Regions from separate parts of the Zea mays genome. Here regions 1 and 2 are each linked to region 3. Evidence: chromatin contacts called from public Hi-C data. All regions are on one chromosome and are shown on one strand. The core of a region is the stretch at or near the end of the contact, and the rest is flanking DNA. Distances in the headings are between cores, read along the strand shown.

Evidence for each region. Hi-C and Micro-C count contacts between places; a contact is called where the count stands out from the background.
Region 1: a contact with region 3 is called in a Hi-C map of tassel, with 2.8 times the contacts expected there. The contact joins the promoter of LOC100279862 here to the promoter of LOC100283854 in region 3. A contact is called at or near these places in 2 of 25 Hi-C or Micro-C datasets (endosperm and tassel).
Region 2: a contact with region 3 is called in a Hi-C map of endosperm, with 3 times the contacts expected there. The contact joins the promoter of LOC103634953 here to the promoter of LOC100283854 in region 3. A contact is called at or near these places in 3 of 25 Hi-C or Micro-C datasets (bundle sheath, ear and endosperm).

What each region holds. Positions count from the first base shown.
Region 1 is chr1:60,924,257-60,928,298 of Zm-B73-REFERENCE-NAM-5.0, forward strand. LOC100279862 reads left to right here and starts at 2,494. Exons shown (of 5, transcript NM_001152815.1): 1 at 2,494-3,352. The coding sequence starts at 2,604.
Region 2 is chr1:60,996,825-61,001,477 of Zm-B73-REFERENCE-NAM-5.0, forward strand. It overlaps LOC103634953 (very-long-chain 3-oxoacyl-CoA reductase-like protein At1g24470), which reads left to right and starts at 2,548. Exons shown (of 4, transcript XM_020546380.1): 1 at 2,548-2,773; 2 at 2,861-3,562. The coding sequence starts at 2,658.
Region 3 is chr1:60,399,312-60,403,404 of Zm-B73-REFERENCE-NAM-5.0, forward strand. LOC100283854 (nucleolar GTP-binding protein 2) reads left to right here and starts at 2,518. Exons shown (of 11, transcript NM_001367182.1): 1 at 2,518-2,860; 2 at 3,110-3,243; 3 at 3,507-3,636; 4 at 3,908-4,068. The coding sequence starts at 2,608.

The DNA of each region.
Region 1 (4,042 bases), core at 1,244-3,743, 520 kb after region 3:
GCTTGTTGGCATCGAAATCGAGGCGCTCGGCGTTGGCAGCAGCGTCATCTCCATCGAAGAGTCTGCCCCAGTTTTCGGCGATGATGGATGGTGCTGCGTAGTACTCCAAGCCGCCGACGCACGTTTTCGCGACCGATGCCAGCGTGTCCTGCCGCTCGCAGGCCGCGGCGACCTGAGCATCGAGCTCCGCCCTCAACACCGCGGAAGGCGCAGTGGCCACCGCTACCTCCAGGTCATGGATCGACGCCGAGTTGTGTGCCACCGTCGACTCCCGATCGCGCCACCGCCCTTCCTGGGCAGCGAGGCGGTCAGTGATCTCCCTTAGAATCTTCGATTGTTCCTCGATAATGAGCTTCAGATTTGGCTCCATGACGCTATATTGCTTGGCACGACACATGTAGTGGACAAACGCCCACCCCGAGACCGGTGTATTCGATACCAATTGTCAACAACCTACTTGTATTGCTCAGATGTAACAGAGTTAATAGAGTATTGGAGAGGAGAATGAGAATACCAGAACTAGAGGAAGAGAAGGCTTGGGGAAGAAGATGCTCACACAATTATCTGATGTTCGATCCCCCGATCACTCGATGCTTACAGCTTTTAACCTCTCCACATGCCACGGCCACACACAGCCCACACGACGGCCCACATACGACCCAACATGTTATAATGCACTCTACACAGTCCACACTCGGCCACTGCATTCGAACTCGCCTCCTGATTATATCTCGGTAGCTGACACGTGGTGCGGCTCCGATCGGGCATAGTCATGGCGCTGGAGGATGTGCTCGTGGCCCTTATCATGGCCGGTGGGGCACCAGTCAGGCAGCTAAAGGCTAAAGCCACATCATGCAGGGCTGCAATGGGCTCCGACATGCATGACTTTAGTGGACCGAGCGTGGCGATGGGATGCAGGAATTCACAACATGAAAAGATGAAAGGAAAAAGAAACGAGCCATTTTCTTAGCAAATGAATGGTATAGTGGGTAATTTTATTCACAGTGAAATTTAAAATAAAAAGATGAGATAAGATTATATATGTTTAAACTAGGCCGGCCTGGCGTGCGACACGTGGCCAGACACGCGCACGTCCTCGCCCAGTTGAAAGTGTGCCCGACCCGGCTCTGTCCGTTATTCGTGCCGTGCTTAAGCAGTTGGCGCGTCAACTACACCGACCTTGATACGGTCCGATTATTATTTTTGTTACCAATATATATCTATGTATATTAGAAATGACTATATTTGTTTAAACATAAAGAAACATTAGTTCAGTTGGAGCTAAATTTTAGATTTTTTTTCTTATTTCTCATCTCAGTCAGACACGGTGGGCTTCAGCGGGTCTCATGACGGTTCAACACGACTTTGCTTCATCCGTGACGTGCTTGGATCTAAGACGCGATATGGTGGACTGACACAGCATGACTCGTGAACTCACCAGTCTAAATGTGTCGGGCTGACACGACCCGCTATTTGGACATGTATAAAAAAGCGATAGGACGAATAGCTACATGAGACAATCTTAGTTGCTCTACCAATTTAATAAATCTGACACGATTCATAGTTTTGGTAAATTTAATTCGTAATGAAGCTAGAAGTATTAAAAAAACAAATCTAAATCCTTTTTTTGATAAATTTTGAGCTCAACCAAATGTGCCAACAGTCCTTCACCTAAAGCACAATTCAACAAAGGAATCGCGCGAGGACGCTAAATCCGAGTCCGCACCGTTTTTCTCTATCTCTATCTCTATCTCTATCTCGACTATATTAAAACATCAATTTTAATGGTCGTATTGTATTATTTTTTTGCAAAAAATTCCCTTACATCTTTTGAAATGAACCAGTCGTTCTACTGTCCACATATCTGCACCGTCCGTTCTATCACCCACGTTATCTAACCGTGAATGCCCTCTCCCCCGATATCGCGTCCGCCCCTACCCACGCACGGCGTAGCCGCCCTAGCTAGCCGCCTGTTCTGCGACCGCCGCTCCTTTAACAGAAAATATCCATCTTCACTATTATATAATACAAGAGTTTCGTCGGTTTATTCGCGCGAGCATCCCTAGCCTCCCCGCGCGTGTTTACGTCTACATCAAAATTAAAGGCATGCAACAAAAATATTAAGTGAGATTAGGGATCGAACCAACACCCTCTACCATAACAACACTTATATAATTGTATTAAAATTAAGAGAGATCGATATAGTTGATATATAAACTAATAATTAAAAAATTTAAAATAGTCATACATGATATATATAGAAATCATCGTAGCTATGTATCCATAATATGGATAAATTCTCGGACTCATCTACAAATTTTTATACGGATGTCAAATTTAAATGGTAAAAATAAAAAAAAGTATACACAATTGTTAGCTCTAAACTAACTTACGTTTTAGAACACATGTTCGGTCACTTAGCTAAATAAAAAAGCGAGACTGCGAGGTTCCTTGTCGGTGTTGTCCGCTCGTCAATCGTCCTCCTTCGGGCTTCGGCACAGCAAGCACCACCCCCTTCGCCACCGCCACCATCACCGCTACCGCTACGGCTTCCCACCTCAAAACCCTAACCCTAAACCCCCTCCGCGCGGGAGCCCTCGCCCATGGAGAACCCCAGGCCCCAGGCCCCAGCACTCACCCCTCCCATGGCCCCGCTCCCCGTCCCCATCCACCCGCCAATCGCCCCAATCCCCGTCCCTCCGCCCCGCGTGCCCGCCCCCGCCCCAGCCGCCGCCGCTTCCATGGCCTCCACACCCACTCCCTCCACTGGGGACGGAGGCGAGGCCGAGTACGAAGTCTCCGACGACCACCGCGCCGCGCGGGAGCGCCACGAGCGCGCGGTGCAGGAGCTCCTCCAGCGGCGCCGCGCCTACGCCATGGCCGTACCCACCAACGACTCCGCTGTGCGGGCCCGCCTCCGCCGCCTCGGCGAGCCCATCACGCTATTCGGCGAGCGCGAGATGGAGCGCCGCGACCGCCTCCGAGCCCTCATGGTCCGGCTCGAGGCCGATGGCCAGGTCGACCGTCTCCTCCGCGCGCAGGAGGACGACCAGGCCGCGCGCATCGGCGAGGAGGAGGAGGAGGAGCAGATCGAGTACCCCTTCTTCACCGAGGGCTCGCAGGAGCTTCTCAAGGCGCGCCTTGACATTGCACGGTACTCGCTGCCCCGTGCCAAGGCCAGGATCGAGAGGGCCAAGCGACGCCACGAGGACCCTGATGAGGATCCAGAGGCGGAGGCCGAACTCGTCGTCAAGCAGGCCGGGGAGTTTGTGCTCGAGTGCAGTGAGATTGGAGATGATCGCCCGCTCACTGGCTGTTCCTTCTCTCGTGATGCATCGATGCTCGCCACAAGGTACTTCCTTTTAACCATAAGGAATTAAATGTGCGTTGTTCTTGTATGTCTCAAACAATTGCTGTGACGCAAGGATGCAGAAACCCGTTACCTATTACTAACCTTATATGTGATTTCAGAAATGTAGTTACTTCTGGGTCTGGCAATACTTCTAATTGTTTAGCATATCATAAGGGATATCCAATATAGAAAGAGCTTTTTTTGTTGAGCTGAACAACAATGATAAAAAATAATCTGGACTACTGTAGTGTTTTTTTTTTGTTGTTGAAGGGAAGATCTGGTGCAGCGGCGAGAGCTATCTCATTGAGTCATCAAGTCGTGGGTGCCAAGCAGTTTCTCTGCATTTGTGGGGGAAGGAGGATTGTCACGGTTTATCCCTTTCCCAGACCCCACTCATGTGGGAGCCTCCAACATTGGGTTTGCCCTTGCTGTAATTTTTTTGTTGGAAGTCCATATCAGTGGCGAGAGCTATCTCATTGAGTCAGCAAGTCGTGGGTCCAAAGCAGTTTCTCTGCATTTGCGGGGAAATGATTGCCTCGGTTTATCCTTTTCCCAGACCCCACTCATGTGGGAGCCTCCAACATTGGGTTTGCCCTTGCTGCAATTTTTTTGTTGGAAGTCCATGTTTAGTCAATTTATTTATGATGGATTTATGCACTGTGCAGTCCTGCTTGAGCTTAATTGAGATTA
Region 2 (4,653 bases), core at 1,298-3,797, 600 kb after region 3:
TCTCGAGCTTGTTCCTCATCTTGTGTTGGTGGAGATGCTTGTATGAAGAATGAGGGTTGATCTTGTGTTGGTGTAGGCTCCTTGAGCTTTTGTGGGCACACATCTCCAATGGACATGTTCCTTAGCGTGATGCATGGGGCCTCCGCATCATCTAGCTCATCAAGATCAACTTGCTCTACTTGAAAGCCATTAGTCTCATCAAACACAGCGTCGCAAGAAACTTCAACTAAAATCTTCTAAGTGATATCTCTGATTCTGATATGTTGGCAAGTAACCTTCGCGAATTGAGTAACCAGCATCCACTAGATAATACCTCCCTGTACACAAACAAATAAACTCGGAAAAACATTTACTAGATCGTAATGAAGACAATGTATGCAATGCCAACATAACATGGCACCATACCTACTGGTGGGTGTGGATAATTCGCTTCTCCCATACAATTCATGAGCACTGTCATGTCATGACAAGAACCAAACAACCCCGCACCTACAAAAGTGAACCACATATCCATGTCCATTATACCTAATATATTGTAGATAGGCCACCCTTTTCTGTTTATGTAGTCCAACCTCGACTCATGACATACGTGAGCTAGAATGTGTATACCATCTAAGGCTTCTATGCACCCGTCAAAGAAAAGGGCATAAGGTTTGAGCTTGTTATGCACTTTAGAATACGTTAGATCCTTTGGACATATAAAGCCGCTAATGGGAAGTGTATTTTCACTGCCGGTTTGGTTAATAAAACCGCAAGTGAAAATATCATTTCCACTGGCGGTTTTCTTAGGGTTTAGGCTTTAATAAAACCGCCAGTGGAAAATATATTTTCACTGACGGTTTTCTTAATAAAACCGCAGTGAAAATATCATTTCCACTAGCGGTTTGGTTAATAAAACCGCCATTGGCGGCACTGAAAAATACCAGTGCAAATAGCTCTAGGACCGGCACTATAGAGTTTCTCTGTAATAGTGGTGTCCATGGTTGCCTTAGGGCGTTCACAATGGCGGTCTTAAATAGCTAGGTGATGTGGAGCTGAGAGAAGAATAAAAATAGCAATTTATCTCACCACTAGTATTTGGTCCCACACGTAATACACTCTATTTTTTTGGAATATGTGAAATCTCCTATCTATTTGCTCGTCGGTAGCTATTCTCGTTTTCCCACATTTTATATCCACATAGGAAAGATAAAGAATCTAGCTAGTGAAATAGCTAGCCATTGAGAACACCCTTATCGATCTATGAAATGAAGTCACCCATTGTATGCGAGAGGATGAGATGGATGATACCAGGATAATATATGGCTCGAAATCTGAACAATGGATGATCCTAACTTAAAAAGAGATCACCCTCCTTGGGAGGTTTTAATCGGCTAACTCCAACAAAGACCTCTAAAGGGTCATATACCCTAAATTTAGAGAATCGGATCGTGCTCTACTTCCTCCAGCAGCGTTCTCTAAACGATTCTCTAAATTTAGAGAACGCTATTGGATCATCCATATATAGAGTTTCTCTAAACGATCATCTATCCATTTAAATACTTTAAACAACCGATTTAGCAAAACTAAAATATGTACAACACATTTGAGAGTATGACAAATACGTATGTACAAAAATTAAAAATTTAAAAATATCTTTAATATAGTTATTTGCGTAGAGTACGCGATTTAGATAAATCGCACGTTGTTGGAGAGAAAGAAGATATAAGGGGTGAAATCTTTTAAAGAAAACTGTAAAGGACGAATATAGATGATGAATATAGATGACTTTGCTGGAGATAGTCTAACCTCTCGTTATTTTTTCGGGTCCTATTGTTATCTAGCTAATCTAATTGGTTGAGGTACTGTTTGGAACTTAAGTATTTAACTAATCTGATTTAGGCGTCGTTCGTTTCGGCCGGAACGGCCTATTCCTAGCCTCTTTCCGTGCGGGATGAATCAACCCGGCTTAGAATCCGGCCCAGTCTGCTAGAGTCGTTCGTTTTAATCTGGACTAGAAACAGACCCACCTGATTTGAATTCCTTTCGTTCAATTCTTTGTCTGGAACGAGTCCTGGTGAGCTACCTCCCGGATTGGTTCCTGGACTAATGACCAGGAATTAGTGACAACACATGTATCACTTCTCCTGTGCTGCTTTCGATCCTGGCCTCGTTTGAATGGTGGCCTGCCGAACGGGGCCTTAGCCTAGTCCAATCAATTGAGCCGCCCTAGCCACTGGAGGCAGCCCACCTTTCTTCTCATTGTGTACCGTTTGTTTAATAAAGAAGTCCACGACATCGAGCTTCGGTCACATCATTTACATGACGCCAATCCTTGGAGTCTAAAAGATGAAAATAAGGTGATTAGGAGTATAAATATGTTTTTTTGAAAAAAAAAGTTTAATAAAAAATATCGCTGTCGCGAACTCGCGATTGAGTTCTTTATAGGGCATTATTACCTCATATCTTATGCTCTTTCCCAAGTAGATTTCCCTTAACATATCTTATACTCTATCCTTATCGTGCTCTTCATATATAATTATTATCATATAAAATAAAATACAAATCTTATTAAGAACCGGCGCTCGGTTGGGAGCTTTCCGGTGTACGGCACTGCATCCGTGTCCGTGCACCTTTGTGCGTTCGCCCATGGAGCTATCGCTGCTGAGCGGGGGAGCATGGGCAGCTCAGCTTTTGCATTCATTCCGGCCATTGCAATCACGCAACTGCCTTTAACGCCGCTACAGCTGCACGCACGGCACCGCACTGGCCTCATTTCGGGCAATACACACAGGTTGTCTCTTTATGGAATGGAGTCCGTTGTTTGCACTGCATTACCAAGTGATAATAACGGATCTCATTCAGCCTCTCTATAGCATAGGACCAAGATCATAGTGCCGTCCCTGCCGGCAGAGAGCAAGATGGTCTCACACTCACTCTCAGCATGGCTCATGTCCTCGGCGCCGCCGCCGGCGTGGTTCGCCGCCCTGGTCGCCGTGGGCATGTACACGGCGCTGCGGTCCGCCGCCACCTTCCTGGCGTGGCTCCACCGCGCGTTCCTGCGGCCAGGCCGGGACCTGGCGGGGCGGTACGGGACGTGGGCGGTGGTGACCGGGGCCACGGACGGCATCGGGCGCGCGGTGGCGCTGGAGCTGGCGCGCGCGGGGCTCCACCTCGTGCTGGTGGGGCGGAGCCCCGACAAGCTGGCGCGGGTGGCGAAGGAGCTCGCGGCCGCCGCGCCGGCGTGCAAGGTGCGGAGCGTGGCGTTCGACCTCGCCGTGACCGGGGACGCCGCGCGGCGCGGGGTGGCGCGGGTGGCGGCCGCCGTGGAGGGCCGCGACGTGGGCGTGCTCGTCAACAACGCCGGCGCGACGTACCCGTGCGCCGCCTACTTCCACGAGGTGGAGGGCCCCGTGTGGGAGGCCGTGCTGCGGGTCAACGTCGAGGCCGCCACGCGGATCACGCGCGCCCTGCTGCCGGCGATGGCGGCCAGGGGCAGGGGCGCCGTCGTCAACGTGGGCTCCGGCTCCAGCGTCGTCGTCCCGGCCTTCCCGCTCTACGCCGTCTACGCGGCCAGCAAAGCGTAAGCGACGTTTTCTTTTTCTTTTCTTTCCTATCTATCATCCCGTGCTCGGATCTTGGAGTAAGCCGCGTAGACAAGTGTCATGAGCATGCTGCCTGCCCCTGCCGCATTTTAGACGACGGCGACGACGAGACAGATCGAACCAGCGGCAGGTCATCAGCAATTCTGCCATTGCAAAGCATATTGCAGTTGCAGGCAAGGCAAACACCCTGCAGGCGCCCATACCGTCCACGTTGCCCGGGCCCGGCCTCTCTCTATACATTGTTAACAATTTCCTGTTCACATTTTTTTCTAAAAAAATAAATAAGAGAACAATAATACACCACTGTTTATCTGGCCCGGCAATAGCATACGCCACAGTAGTAGTACACATGCATGGGGGCAATAAACAGCAACGTCCTTATCAAACAGATGCACAGATTAAATGCAAGACCATGGATTACAGAAAAGCCCGATTTCCGCAAATCGGGTTCGAAGTGGACGCGCGTGTTTCCAAAAAAAAACGAGTGTTTTCGCATGAAATATAGTTGAATATCAACTTCGGGTTGTTCGCAGCTTTTATTGAACGTGAACGTTCATGCAAAAAAATCATTTATTTATTTATTTTTTTGTCGGTGGAAACGGTTTTATTGGTTACCGTTGCATATGGACCTATGGTGCCTTTATTTATAGACTAGGGGTGTTTTGTTTCTAGTAGTTTCTATATTTTATTTTATTTTAATCTCTAAATTATTAAATATAGAAATTAAAATAGAGTTTTAGTTTTCATATTTAACAATTCAGAGACTAAAATAAATTAAAATAAAAAGACTAAAATTTAGCCGTTAATTACACTTGGTGACAAGACTCCTAGAGGTGGAAATGAGCCGAGTTGCGGCTCGCCCATCTGGCGAGCTCGAAAAAGCGGCTCGACTCGTAAATTATAATATAAAATCTTAAAATATTTTTAATAACATATTTTAAATTAGTAAAATAGATATAACACTAATATAATATAGGAAATAGATTATTTTGTATATTAATATCAAATAACATAAATTATTGTATACTTGATAATAATATTATATGCTAATTAAGATTTTATATAATAA
Region 3 (4,093 bases), core at 1,268-3,767:
CGCCTGGCGCACCGGACAGTCCGGTGTACCACCGGACACTGTCCGGTGCAGATTTCTTTCCTTCTTTGGCGAAGCCGACCGTTGGCGCCTGAGAGCCGTTGGCGCACCGGACACTGTCCGGTGCACACCGGACAGTCCGGTGCTCCCTTCCGACCGTTGGCTCGGCCACGTGTCTCGCGCGGATCGCGCGGCCGACCGTTGGCCCGACCGACCGTTGGCTCACCGGACAGTCCGGTGCACACCGGACAGTCCGGTGAATTTTAGCCATACGCCGTTAATTACTTCCCAAGAGCGGCAAGTTCGCCTGAGCCAGCCTGGCGCACCGGACACTGTCCGGTGCACCCAGACAGAGCTGACTTTGGCTGAACAAAGCCATCTCTTCTCCAATTCGATTTCTCCTGTTTCTAGCACTTAGACACAATACATTAGTCTCTAAAACAATGTACTAAGTCTGAGAAACATACCTTTATACTTGATTTGTACTTTGTCCACCATTTGTCACTTAGGCACTTGTGTTGGACACTAAATCACCAAAATACTTAGAAATGGCCCAAGGGCACATTTCCCTTTCAGTATGCCTACGCGCGACAGGGGGTGACGCAAGCCTGTGACGATAGGAAAAACCGCGTCACGCACCACCGCTCTGTGGGACTGACCTGCGAGACACACCGTGCACTACTTTGAAGGTGTCATTAATGGACTAGCTACATGGGGCTGTATAACTAACGAGCGAGATGATATGTCATACCAGGAGTACGGCTACGCACGACCCTACGAAGAACACGCACGATGACCGAGAGGATCCAATCTCTCTCTCTCCCTCCCTCTGTCTCTCTCTCTCTCATAGAAAACAAATCTGTAAGGTCCAATCCTTGAACGATAAAAGGGTGGGCCCTCTTTCCTCTAGGGAGACAAGCACACCTGTTGTAACATGCCTCAAAGCAATACTATGATCAACACTACACTAGACTAGGGCGAAAGCCTGAACCATTATAACCCTTGTGTCTCAGTTCCCCGCTTAGATCCACGAGATCCACCATTCGGAGTGAGTCTGCACTTGCATCCCCCACTGAACACAAATCTATTGTCCACTGGTTTTCGAAACCACGACACATAGCTTACCATAAAATAGAAAATTAGACTCTAAAGTAGATATCTCTTGTAATTTTAAATCTTGTTTGTTCAATTTTAATATAATTAATTTGAATTTGTCTCTAACTATTGTATTTTCTAGCGGGACAGATTCCCTGCGGGATAAATTCCATGATAGGGACGGGGATGAGAGCAAAAGCTTCCCCGTGAGCGTTCACGAAGATGGGGATGGATAATTTTTCTCCTCATTGGGACAGGGATGGGAGGCATTCCCCGACGAAGAATTTCCGCCATTGCCATTCCTAGGTGCACCTACTCACACTAGAGGCAAAAAAGGAAGAATAAAAAACTCTAGCACTAATTACTTGCCCATTAAGGGTTAGGGATGACAATGCGGAATTCCCCGTCAGGTTTTAGCTCCCCGTCCCTGTCCCTGCGACAAAATTTTTTCCCCACAGGGATCCCCATGAACGCTTGTGGGTGACATTTATTCCTCATCCTCGTTCTCCGCGGGGATAAATCCTCGTCGGGGATCCTCGTCCCCACTTAAATTATAACTATGACGTAATTCATATGTCATTAATGCAAAACATTGTCACTTATACACATTGTCAGATGTAAGAATCATTATGCATACATCAAAATAAACACATTTGTATAATGAGTGATCACTTGACAAGATAATTAGTTACTTTTACCATTAACTATTATATGAAAACGTCGTCACGTGTAAGTTTAACGGGTCCCCAAGGGAAACGGGGATGGAGAATGCTTCTCTATCCCCGTCCCTGTTTACCCATCTGGAAAGAATTTTTCCCTATTTATATCCCCGTGAAGGAAGAAACTTCCCCATCCCCATCCCGTAATGGATGAATTCCTCGCGGGGAGCCGGGGATCTAGTCCATATTGCTGTCTCTATCAAGGGTTAGTTTGTAAGTAACTAGTTTCTTAAAAAAACTTATTTATAGAAATAAGAGTGATTCTAAACATGACATTTTATATCTCAGTTTATAAAAACCGGATTCTCGTTAAAAAAATGAGAAGTTAGACTCTTCGTAAAACCATTTGATTTCGTGGAATTTAAAACTCCCTTATTTGTAGCTACAAATGAGTTTTTTGGGCTTTCCAGAAATAATCTGCCGCTTTAAGGGATCTGTTGGAGAAAGTATTAAAATATACCACTACTAATTTTTAGATATACTTTTAAACTGATTTTCTGAAGTCATTTATTAGGGAGCTTCTTATAAATATGCCTTTAGAAAAATTTAGGTAGACGCGGTCGCGTTTGTAGTGGGCCAAAAGTTTGCTGACCATTACCCTCGGCAAAGCCCAGCCCACAAAAGGCTCGCATGCCTGACGCGCACGTGCGAGCCACGCTGCCCTCTCCTGTCAAAACCCTAGTTTCCCAACATCGTCGGCTCCTCTCTTTCCCACCGCCTTCTTCCACTACTCTTCACCCTCCCCTCCTCCCCATCGCGAACTCACAAGAGAACCAAGTAGACGAGGGAGAAGGAGATGGCGAAGAAGAAGGAGAAGGCGGTGAACGTGTCGGGCAAGCCGCGGCACTCGAACGACGTCAACCGCCCCAATGACAAGAAGGGCGCGGGCGGCGGCGCCGGTGGCGGGAGCCGGTCCGCGGCTACCGTGCGGCGGCTCAAGATGTACAAGACGCGGCCCAAGAGGGACCGCGCCGGGAAGGTGCTCAGGAACGATTTCCAGTCTAAAGAGCTCCCCAACACCCGCATCGAGCCCGACCGCCGGTGGTTCGGTGAGTCCGATCTCCACCGCCTAGCTTCGTGTCTAATTCTAATATTCGAGCGGCATTATTCGGATAACATACGCTTAGTTGGTGCTTCAATTGTGCGATCGAATGCTTCATTGTAGCTCCAGGATTAATTGCTGCTCTGTGGCAGTACCGCAGTAGTTACCTACTCCGATGGTTCCACGCTTAAATATCATTGACGGATGCTGATTGCTTGTGCCTTTCTCGTGTTGATCCGGCTCTTGGTGCTTGCAGGCAATACTCGCGTTGTGGGCCAGCCACAGCTTGAAATGTTCCGGGAGGAACTCCAGAGTCGGCTTTCCGACAACTTCAGTGTCATCCTGAAAGAACGGAAGCTGCCACTATCGCTCCTGCAAGATCATCAAAAGGTGCTACGCTAGCGTCTATGATTATCATCCTATGATTATCATCTGCCGTTGTGGTCATCACTCTGTCGAGATAGACGGGGGCAAGACTAACATTTGCTTGTATCGATGCAGTCAATGTTGTTCGTGTTCCCCTGTTTGGTTAAGTGTCGTATTGACTGTTGAGTTGGCTGGGTATAATAAAAAAGGAAACAAGTAGCTTGTTATCCGACCACTGTATAGTATGCAAAAGTTATTCTTATGTATATTTGCTTCTGTTGATGCAGCAAGCGAAGGCACATCTGCTTGAAGTTGAACCTTTTGAGCATGCTTTTGGGCCAAAGGGCAAGAGGAAACGTCCGAAACTAACTGCTCTTGACTACGAATCTTTGCTGAAGAGAGCTGATGATTCCCAAGGTCAGTCATATACATTGACAGTTACTACACTTTGATCAAATATCCAAAGTATTGCATGCCATTTTAGAAGACAGCAATTTGATTTGTTCTATTGATGTTTTAAAGTTAACTCCACAATTGTTGGTTTAAGTCATTGATGTTCATGTTCTAGTAAAACATGCAATTTGAAGGCCACTGGATGGCGAAATTTTAACATGTTCATTCGGCACCTCCTTGTTTGGTGTACTGCTCTTTATTTTTGTGAACTTGCATGTTGTTTTATCTTCTTCAGATGTGTTTGAGCAAAAGTATGCTTCATCAAAGTTGCCAAGGGAGGAAGAAGAAGATGGCTTACGTGATCTAGTGAGGCATACAATGTTTGAGAAGGGACAGAGCAAAAGAATCTGGGGTGAACTATACAAAGTTATTGACTCTTCGGACGTTGTTGTGCAGGTTAGCATCGCAACTCTTTTGCCCA